Linked DNA regions of Gossypium hirsutum: region 1 is linked to region 2. The links are chromatin contacts, called in public Hi-C maps. All regions are on one chromosome and are shown on one strand. Each heading gives the region's core, a stretch centred on a gene start, on an enhancer-like site or on the middle of the called end of the contact. The rest is flanking DNA. Distances are from core to core; before and after follow the strand shown. Region 1 has its middle 12 kb from the start of LOC107886723. Region 2 holds the start of LOC107952012 (protein NEOXANTHIN-DEFICIENT 1).

The links. Hi-C and Micro-C count contacts between places; a contact is called where the count stands out from the background.
Region 1: a Hi-C map of leaf shows a contact between it and region 2, with 4 times the contacts expected there. The contact joins the enhancer-like site here to the promoter of LOC107952012 in region 2. A contact is called at or near these places in 17 of 34 Hi-C or Micro-C datasets (anther, callus, fibers and 4 more).

The regions. Positions count from the first base shown.
Region 1 is chrA03:104,564,974-104,570,454 of Gossypium_hirsutum_v2.1, reverse strand. No RefSeq gene overlaps it. Among protein-coding and RNA genes, the nearest start is that of LOC107886723, 12 kb to the left of the region's middle. Within about 2 kb of position 1,619, at least 4 of the 9 cell types and tissues checked have an H3K27ac peak or open chromatin away from gene starts, as enhancers often do. A contact at or near this core is called in hypocotyl and leaf, where this site is marked.
Region 2 is chrA03:104,487,650-104,493,312 of Gossypium_hirsutum_v2.1, reverse strand. It overlaps LOC107952012 (protein NEOXANTHIN-DEFICIENT 1), which reads left to right and starts at 1,453. Exons shown (of 10, transcript XM_041100447.1): 1 at 1,453-2,047; 2 at 2,155-2,238; 3 at 2,340-2,403; 4 at 2,511-2,557; 5 at 3,247-3,301; 6 at 3,569-3,607; 7 at 3,918-4,086; 8 at 4,640-4,703; 9 at 4,787-4,843; 10 at 4,995-5,418. The coding sequence starts at 1,983. The coding sequence ends at 5,235. LOC107952011 (serine carboxypeptidase-like 45) reads right to left here. Exons shown (of 10, transcript XM_016887241.2): 10 at 5,371-5,663. The coding sequence ends at 5,572.

The DNA of each region.
Region 1 (5,481 bases), core at 370-2,869, 77 kb before region 2:
TATTTAATGAGATACAAGATGACTCATAATAAATGACCTTAAAACCTTAATCCTGATCTGAATTCCAAAGAAGAAATTGGGCTTTAAGCATTTTAATGAATTTGAATCAAATGTGACCAGACCCAATAAATGGATATTCAAATATTCATCTATGTAATTGGGCTAATTTTAATAAGGTTCAAATGATCTGAAATTAATCAGACTTAATTCTAAATTTAACGGGTTATTTGATTCGAAATAACTATCAATGAGATATTGTTGTCAGTGCAGGAAAACATAATATTATGTACAAATTTAAGTATTGTATAAAAAAATATTTATCTCCAGTAATTTAGACCAAGTTAATTGGGCTCAAAATATAACAACTAAACTTGAAATGTGAGCCAATAATTTGAATTAAAATTCAATTTTTAAGCTCAACTTTAAAAAATCGACAATTCAACCCAGTATTTGAAAAATAATCATTAATACCAAATTGAGTTGAAACTTGATTATTTTTATTGTTATTGACATCCATTTACTCATAATTTAAAACTGAATTTCTATTAATACCATTTATAAAATTATTTCCAAAGTTTTGGTTAATAGATTGAGGCCTATCATGAAAAGCTTGGTTTCTAAGTTCCAATCTACCTTTGTTGGTAAAGTTGAGGTCCTTGGTTTAATGGGATTTTGGTTCAATTGCAATGTTGAAGTCTGACAAACTTTAAAATCATAGTTTGAGTCACATCCTATATAATTTGTGATTTTTATTCATATTTATTCTGGTTAGTTAATTAATTGGAGTGAGTTAATTATTTAGTTCAATGTTTGTAAGAATTAATTCTATTGGACGGTTGTAAATCTTTTAAAAAAATCCAAAGCATATGACAAATTGAATTGGACTTTCTTGAAGTGTGACTTAAGTAAAATTAATATGCTTGAATTATCCATAACCCCTTCTCAACTCTTAAATAGGAGAATAAATGTGCTTTAGCATGCTAGAATGTACATCTTCCTATATTGAAAATATTATTAATACTAACTGAGTTAAGACTTAAAAACTGAAAATTTTTAAATCATTAAGTATCAAATACATGGTTTTTAATTCATTTATATATACTAGCAGTTTCCAAGCATATTAGGCTATTGCTGATGTTAACATGGGTGCCAAAGCTTTTTGCATACGAAACAAAATGAGGTTAGTTTCATATCTTTAAGGAGAGAGTGCAAGGGATTACTTTATATCCATAATGTGGTACATTGGACTATGCAAATCAAGCTGAGTCTTAGATGATCCTGATACTGTGGCTGAAAGTTCAGCTTCAGCATCAGATATTCTGTAGATAGTGTTCTCTCAGAGGAATAATTAGCAATCCAAGCTTGTGGCCTTTTCCTTCAATCTTCATTTTTGCTTTTTTTTTTTCCATCCTGAGTCACAAAATCTGTAATGGCATCAAGCTGTGGATTCAATATTGCGGCTGAAATTAAGAAAACAGGAAAAAGAGAGGCAGCAGGCAATTGCCGTGGGGTGGGGTTGGGTGCAGCCTCACGCGTGGATGTGTAACAGGATACTGTATAGCATTAGCACACAATATTTCTTGAACTGCAATTAGAAAGGAAGAAGGGTAAGCTATATGGTCACCTCACCTCACCTGCAAGTGCATGGGATGACCCAGTTGTGATAGTGACACCTACAGTCCAAGGATCTATATTTGATTGGTGCACTTTGCAAAGAATGATGGCAGTCATTTTTGGTTGGAGTGGGACCAAAAAGTACATCATAATAATAAAGCAGCATCATGGAAAAAGGCAATGCTTCAACAGCCAACACGTCTCGCTACTAGTACGTGTAAAAGTTTTAAGAATCTCAAGAGTCCAAATTGAATTACATGATTTATGATGATTGTTGGCTTGTCTTTGCTTTGGTTGCTGAGGGTCCATCCCAGCGTGTCATCTGTCACCATGGATGGGAACCTTCCCCTCCTCTTCATTGCTTCAGTGCTCACTTGTCACTACCCAATCAATTTAATTTAAGCCCATGATTGGATGCTTTAATTATTACTTAAAATCTTTTTTTCCCCCTTTTTCAGAATGAATGAGTTGGGTCTTACATGCACTTGCGATTGTTACCTCAGCCTCTTTAACTCGCTGCTTGGCAAGTTGTGACTTTAGATTTGGTGGGATGAAAACAAATCTCTCCATTGTTAGAGATAAGATTATATATTTTAATATTATCAAAGCTTTTATTTGATGTATATTGCATTGAAACTTCAGCTATTTCCATTTTTACTTTTATTAAAGTGGCTCATTTAATATGTTAAAAATAAATACTATTTTTAGATTGATATAATCATTTTTTTACCCTTCAATTTTATAAAAAAATTATTTTAGCTTTGTATTTTTTTTTTTAACCATTGAACTTACATTGTTTGTCAAATCAAATCCAAAATGGATGGAAAAGTAAATATTTATTAATTTTATTGACGTGGCATACACGTAAATTGCCATGCATATGTCACATTATCAATTGATTAAATTTTTTAAAAAAATTATACTTCTTTAATAATTTTTATTTTTTTAATTTTAAAAATTAATTAATTGTAGACGTGACATCCATATGGCAATCCACGTATATGTTATATAGGTAAAGTTAACAAATGTTAACTTTTCCATTCTTTTGGGGTTGATTTGACAAACAACAAAAGTTTAAGGACTAAAAACTTACGAAAACTTAAATGAAGGGATTAAATGACTTTTTTCTTAGTCGGATGAACAAATAAATTATTATACCTTTTAAATTTGATAAGATTAAGGATGTATTTATAAAACAATAATAATTAAATATGGGTGTAATTACTTATAATTATACTTCTGTCTATTATAATTAGTGACACCTAAGGGATTAAATATAATTCAAGCACTATTTGCTCCAATCTTTAATGAATTGAGAATTGGGTGAATTACAGCTATAATTAACTATGATGAATTTTATTTTTAATTTTTTAAAGATATAATTAGATTAGGAATTAAAATTGTTTACAAAATTCTAAACAAAATTATACTAATAAATCCTTTATATCTTAAGAGATCAATTTAATTTAATGTATGACTCAACCAATTATAGAAAATTGTGGGAGGAGAGCTGGCTCCTTTGAGGAGGAAGCTTTATGGAAATTGGCCTATCAATCAAGTTGAAGTGATCCATCTGAAAGATAATATATATTTTCTATCAGTAAACTATGTTTTATTAACTAAGTCCATGGTGTTAGTTTACCTAACACTATTCCTTAATCTTATCCTTATTTAACAATTATCTTTTTACTGCCCTAATTTTTGGTTTAATAATGGTTAGTTGTAAAGTGCCAATGTTCTCCTATAACCTAATGATGATGATTAAAATAATAAATCATGACTTACCAAAAACTTAAAATATGGTCCAAATTTTTAAATTTTTTTATATATTTAAAATTTTAAAATTAAGATTTAATTGTTAACACATTTAAATTTTTTTTATTAAATTTATTAGTTTAATTTTTTTATATAAAAAAATACTCAATTTAGTTGCGATGTTATAAAACAAAGGTTTTATTCACTGTTTGGCCCTTGAACTATATCCATTTCTCATATTAGTATCTAAATTCTTTTTGTCTCATTTTGGTACTTAAAATATAATTTGCCCCTGCCATTAACAGTGTTAAAAAAGCAATCAATCAAAACACACCACGTGTCCCCATTGACCATTAATGTGGACGATGGCATGGTTGTTGATCATGCCAACTATGCGTTGACCAAACCAAAATATTGTAAAATTTATAAAAAAAATTTAAAAATCGTAAAAAAATATTTAAATTATTAAAAAATGTTAAAAATTAAAAAAAATTTAAAAATTGTAAAAAAATTAATTATTGTAATAATTATTAAATATTTTTTAAAATATTTTAATATTGTAAAAAAATTATTAAAAATTATAAAACCTTATTTAAAACTTGTAAAAATTATAAAAAATTGGGGAAAATATTAAAAAATGCAAATAATTATTAAAATTTGTAAATAATGATTAAAAAATTGTGAATTGGTGGCATTTAATCAACCATTTCACAAATTTAAATATTTTTTACACTTTTTTAATGAAATCATATGTTATTACTATTTCAATACCGCGAATCTAAAAATAGTAATGACAGAATAATTAAGAAAAGAAAGTAGATGACAACATAGAAAATCTCCTTGTATTATTAAAGAAGAAGAAGAAGAAGAATTTGATTTGTTAAATATTTACAATTTTTAATAATTTTTTTAAAAAATTAAATATTTTTTTATTTTTAATAACTTTTTTACAATTTTAAAAGATTTTTAACAATATTTAATTTTTTTTACAATTTTTAAATATATTTTACATTTTTAATATTTTTAATATTTTTTTCAATTTTTATATATTTTTAAATATTCTTTTATGATCTTTTGTAACGATCCTATAGTCAGGGTTGTCAGAAAGCGCATTCTCGGGACTTTGTTCTCGTAAATTGGACTTGTAAATATTTATTAGTTGTGTAGTTAATTAGGTTCCAGTTAAGCGAATTTGCTTGAATTAAGAGCTATTAAAGTATAAGGACTAAATCGTGTATAGGATAAAAGTTAAATTATAAATTAAAAATTAATTAAAGGGACTAAAGAAGTAATTATGCTTTGTTCCATTAAGTGGACGGCATTAATGATGATAATATATATGTTATATATATTATATGTTATATTTTATATTTTATAATAAGAAATATACAAGTATATATGTTATAATTATAATAAAATAAAGTATATTAAAACAAAATGGGAAATAAAAGAAAGAGAACATGCAAATTAAAAAAGAAAAAGAAAGAAAGAAGAAAGGAGAAAGGAGAAGGATGCATGGCTATTCAATTGGTTAGTTAATTTAGTTCATTTTCTTATAATTTTTATATTTTTGGAATCTGGTGTTTAGTATTACCCGACCCATGTTGTAATTTTTAGCATTGATTAAGATTTTAGATATTGTTATTATGGAATAGTTTTAGTATTAGGGATTAAATTGATAGATTTTTAAGTTAGAAATGAAAAATGATTAAATTGTAGAACAAATTGTAAATTTTGAGTAATAGGGACTAAATTATGAAGAATTTAGAATTTAGGGGTTTAATTGAAAATAGAGAGTTAAATTTAGCTTAGAGTGAAATTAGTATAAAAATATAGGATTAAATGAGAAGAATAAAAATTAGTCTTAGTTTAAGGACTAAATTGGAATTTAAGCAAATGTTGAGTAAAAATTGAAATATTCAATGTAAAATTAAATTGTGTTGTATTGATGTATTTTAATTATTTTAATTCTGTAGCTAACGTCATATCAGAATCCTCGACTAAAAAGGGGAAGGATAAAATCGATGTCGAATAGCTCAGAATCAACAGTTTGTATTTCTATAATCCGAACCTAGTTACTAATTGTTATATTTTGATTTAACCCATATAATA
Region 2 (5,663 bases), core at 204-2,703:
ATTATAAATAAAACTTAAATATTTGTAATTTTTTTTATCATGAAACAAAAAATAAATGATAACAAATAATTATCAGTTATTCTTATAATTAGATTACTTAATATGTAAATAAGGAAATGGTTTATTTTTGGAAGAGGAATTTTAATCCATAAAACGAAAAGATCCTAGTTGCATAAACATCTTTAAAATAGTTTTGAATAGATTACATTTATGGTTTTTTTTTTTACCTCAACTTACATTTTAATCATTTATATTTAAAATGTTACGTTTTAGTCACTTACGTTATCGTGTTGTAACATTTTAGTAATTAAGTTATTAATTGTAGTTAACGGTGTAACGGCAAACTAACGTGGCACATTAAACCATCATTTCAAACAAATTTTTAGGTTAAATTATACAATTGATCCCCATATTTTTTCGTTTTGAGCAATTTAATTTTTTTTCGTTTATGATCTTTTAACTTTCCTTTTTTTTTTCATCATTTTCTGCTTCTCCCTATGTTTTCCTACCTTCTTCATTTCTTTAAAAAATGGAGAAGGTAAGAAAATAGAAGGAGAAGCAAAATTGAATGGAAAAAAAAGAAAAGAAAAGTTAAAAAATCATAAAAGAAAAAATTAAATTACTTTAAATGAAAAAATATGGAGACCAATTGTATAATTTAACTTAAAATTTTTGTTTGAAATGATGATTTAACGTGCCACGTTAGCTTACCGTTACGCCATTAATAACAATTAACAGCTCAGTGACTAAAATGTTACAACATGATAACGTAAGTGAAAAAAACATAACATTTCAAACATAAGTGACTAAAATATAACCTCCATTGGTGTAGTTTACCCATTAATTTTTAAATTTTAAATCATTCTAATTATATCTTTAAATTGTTGAGATTATATCAATCACATCATTTCGTTACTAAAATTGTTAATTTAACTATTAAATGATAGGTTAGATCTTATATGATATAATTTAAAAAAGAAAAAAAAAAGGAATGAATTGAATTTTGCAAAAATGAATGTTTTAAAAAGCATAATTAAGGTTTTCAATTTTTTTTTACAAAAGTTTTATTGTTTACTCTTTTTGTTTTTAATTTTAGTTTTTATTTTTAAAATTTATGCTACAAAATTTTATTTCTTTAAAATTTTCATTTTAAATTAAGTTATATAAGATTTAGCTTATCATTTGACAGTTAAATTAATGGCTTAAATAACCTAATTGATATAACATTAATAATTTAAGATGTAATTAAAATATTTTAAAATTTATATGCAATTAAGTGGCTAGTATAAGTTAAAACAAAAACATAGGGGAGAAAATGGGTGTGATAATTTAACTAAAATTCAAGTCGGTCATATTGAGAAAAATGTAATAATAGAAAAAGCATGGGTAAGAAATTGTTGTAGATGGGAAGCTTAAAAGAAAGCTAAAATCATGGATTTAAAATTTTGTGGTTAAAGGTTCCAGTCCACCATCAAGACCAAGATAAATCAAAGGAATTGATATACACCGAAAATCTTATCCGGATCAGGAAATGGATTTAGGGAAGATTAAGTTAGAGATGGTACATTCAGTTGGCGCCAAGCCATAAGAAAAGCTCAGAATTAGATGAAATGAAAGGATGTGCAAGTAAAGTCTATCCACTTCTTAACTTAAATACCGCCTGCCTATCGTGCCTTCTCTCTCTTCCTTCTGTCGGTTACTTCTTTAAATTCCTCTTTCATTGGCTTTCAAATTAGTCTCTCTTTCTCTCCGCTACACACACACACACACTCTTCTTTACTCTTCCCTTGCTTGCTTGCTTGCTTGCTTTTCCATCTTCCTTCTTGCCATATATAATTTTGTATTAATTTTGTGATTCTGCTATAACATAAGTTGGTTCCACTTCCTTGTTCTGCATATTGGGTGGTGGGATCATTTGGGTTCGGCTTTTTTTTTGGCATCTCCTTGCTGTTGAAGAAATTAGGTTCCCAGCTGCGAGTCTCATGGGGTTCGGAGAAACAAAAAGTTCACCAGGCTATGGCAATCCACCCTGGATTTTCAAAGGCAGGTCAAGTGTCAGTGTCAAACCTACTAAGCTTTTTATCCATATTATTTGGTTAATATGTATATATATATGTTGATGTGATTATTGAATTTGTCTGAATTTCATCCCAGTGCCTTGTATCAACTCCATCTTGTCAAAGCTGAAACTGTTAGAGCATTCATACCCAAGGAGTTACGCCTAGTTGAAGCTTTTGGGTAGTCGTATTTACTTAAAAATTCTATGGGGGTTGATTGTGGAGTTTCAGAATTTCATGGTTTTTGCTTTTCACAAATTAATCATGGCATGCACAATGCAGATACACACTGGGTGGTTTTTTCCTTGCCAACTACGATGACAGCCCTGCTGGGGTGTTTGATGAGGTTTCGTACTCTCATTTTCAATTAACGTTTTTATCATGTATTAGGTGGTATTGAGAGAAAATATTGACCAGTAAAAAGTGATCACATGTCAACTGTTTCTTTGCCAGCTTGTGGTGATAGCAGGAATTGTGTGGAATCCCCCAACGTCTTGCGCGTATGTGTTCTCCCCTCTTTCGTTGAGATTGATTAAAAAAAATTAGTTAATTATACATATCATGTATGGAGGAAATGCATCATAAGTTGAGTGAATTCGCTGGCCTTAAGCCTTTACAAGTCAGGTCAGGGCTGTTCTGTCTTGGTATTCATGTACCAGTTTCCTCAAGGTTTGGCTTGAACTAGCAAAAAATAAGGTGGTGCCCACCACTCAATTGCGTTTCACTTTATGTGCTAACTATGTTGGTCAGTCAAACTTTTATAACTTGAATTGTGTCTTATTGCTCATTATATTATGCGGCTTTTCTTATAATTGTTCATTAATTTATGCTTCCATAGGAATCATTCAGTGGTATTAGTCACGTTTGGTATAGTAGCAAGTATCTTCCTCAAGTGGCATGAGCAACTTGCCATTTTTCTGTAGGAAGTGTGTCAGGTTCATGCATCAGGAAGAAGATCACTTTACACTGTTTGGATCACCTAGTTCCACTCAATAAAACCTAACTGCCTTGTACTTGTTTCCTATCAGAACCTAATGGACTTGTATAGAAGCATTAGAATATGGATGGACTGTCAAATTATCATTTTCATTCATGCCTTGTCTTATAGTTGTTCCTCTTCTATTTCCTTTTTGTACTCAAACTAATTGCCTCTGCTTCTTGTTTCTTTTCTTAATTTAAATTTGAACAGTTGGGCAGCCAGGGTTCTTGTAAACAGTGAAGAAGCTTGTCACCATGGACGCAAGGTAGGACATGGAAGTTTAGAATGGTCTTTTAGCAACGAAAACTAGATCTCTGGCCAAATTTACTTGATTACAGCTTTAATTCTAACTCTACACCAACATACAAGTTGACCTTCACTCCTGCAATTCCAATGGTTCAACATAGGGATGCAGAGCTCCTTCTACACCGTGATCAAGGGGCATTGTTAAAGTAACTAATGCACATAATTCCTTTATTTCTACTACTTGAAGTTTGAACTTGCATTTTTTTTTCCCCTGGTCTTGTTGCAGGAGGTAGGGCTTCCAAGTCAAGTAGCCAGATTTTCAAAGGTAGTCCTCATTCTGCCAGACTCACTGTAGCTCTGGCACAATTTTCTTGCCTATAAGATTGGTCTAAATTTGTATACCACCATGAAAATTGTAAGTGTACATGTGTCAACTTCTTTGTCAAGATGAGCTCTTTTCCAGTAGAGGTTCGCTGAATTACAACATTGATGGTATTAATTAGAATAAAGTCTGCTTTGAAAAATCCATTTCACATTGCAATTTAGCTCTTTATATGTTGCTAGGCCACAGGCAATACAATTCATGTTTATTATTGGTTTATGAATCATGTTTTGTGTGTTTTGTTTGAAAACAGAGAATTACACCAGTTCCTAGACAAACAAAGGACAAATTTGGTGGCTTTCTAAGCATGATTGGTGTTGGCACAACAATCTGCCACTCAAAAGATTGCATGGACGTTCAGGTGACAGAAGTTGTGGGTCCTGCTTCATCAGATCTCTGTAATATCAAACTTATGACTGATGGTGAGTTCATACTTGATCCTACTTATGTGCTGAACTCTCATGGCATTTGGAAGTTCCTAAGAATATCCTTCCTAAGAATATGAAATAACTTGTTTTCCTCATTTTCCTGTAAGATTTAGAAGCCAAATGTAATTAACCTAAACAAGAGTTTATCTTGTTAGTAAAAGAATCTGCCCAAGAGGTTGGCTTATCAAATGAATGCTTTTCTGTGCTTTACCATTTCAAGGCAAGCTTTAAACTGTTTTATATCTGAATCTGCATGCCTTTGTTTCACAAAAAAGCTTTCGGTTAGTTAGTCAAGCACTTGTTCTATAGGCTAGAATTAACTTTTGGGTAATGCCATCCTGGTTCCTTGGAGTTACCTTCATCCCAAGTGAAACAGTGCATTATCGTGTACATAAATTAAATTCGCTTCACATTATGCTTAAACACACCTGATGATCATGCTCAGGAAGGGGGACAAATTTATTTTATCTTGTCTTTGCTTCTGGCGTTAATAATTGTTGTGATAGATTTTATGGTATTTTTCTGGTTAAAAACTTGGTGATTGCAGTGCCTACACCGAAATTCAACAAATGGATGGGCCCATCCATCACATTGTCACTTCCAAGCTTTAGGTAATTTCGTACATGATTTTATATTTCACTGAGCAGTCCACTTTGAAGTAGACGTTTTAACTTTTTTTGATGTGAAATTACAGTGGCCAAACAGAGTATAATCCCAACCTTTTGAAGTATTCATGCCGCCTTGCCTGCAGGTATTTCAGATACTTTCTATCCCAAGTATCATTATTATTACGATGATGATGATGATGCATTTGACCCTATATATCATGTCCATTAGCACTCAAATGTTAAAAATCTAATGTTGTTGACATGAAATACTGTTCTGAATATTTGACATGATAGAGTACGAGCAGTGCGACCAGCAAAGGTATCAGGGCCATCACCATTAAAGAAGGAAAGAAGCCATGATTCTGAAAGCAGAGGGTTTACAGCCGAGGAAGTGGTAGATAATGCAAGAAACCTAAGCATATCGGTTATGTTATCAAAGCCTATACTAGCTTTGGAGTTCAATTTCTTGGAAATGCAAGTTGAAGCTCCCATCATACTATCCAACAATACTACAAGCTCTTTACCAGCCGCTTGAACCCCCCCCCCCCCGCCAAAGCACACACACAAAAACATGCTCCTTTTTGTTTCTTGTTTTTAACATCAACATCAGCTAATAAGATTCTAGACTCCAGGTTCCATTTCAAACATTACTTCCCAACAGAACAAGAGATGTTAAAGGCTTTTTTTCTTTTTGGAGATATATATTTCCTTTCCTTGAGATTCAAGAGCTTTACAAAAATGTTTCTACATGGAAAGATAATCAAACCAAGGAACAAACAAACAAATGCAATTTTCAACTTCAGACTTGAGCATCAAACTTACTTACAAGCTCCAACTGTATTCTCGACACAACTTAACTGATGAGCAGGGATCAGAATGCTTCTGGTAATGGCCTGCCTTCCAAAAATGCCTTGAATAGAACCAGTGATCTCTCAGGCTGCGAGAATGGGGCTTCATGAGATG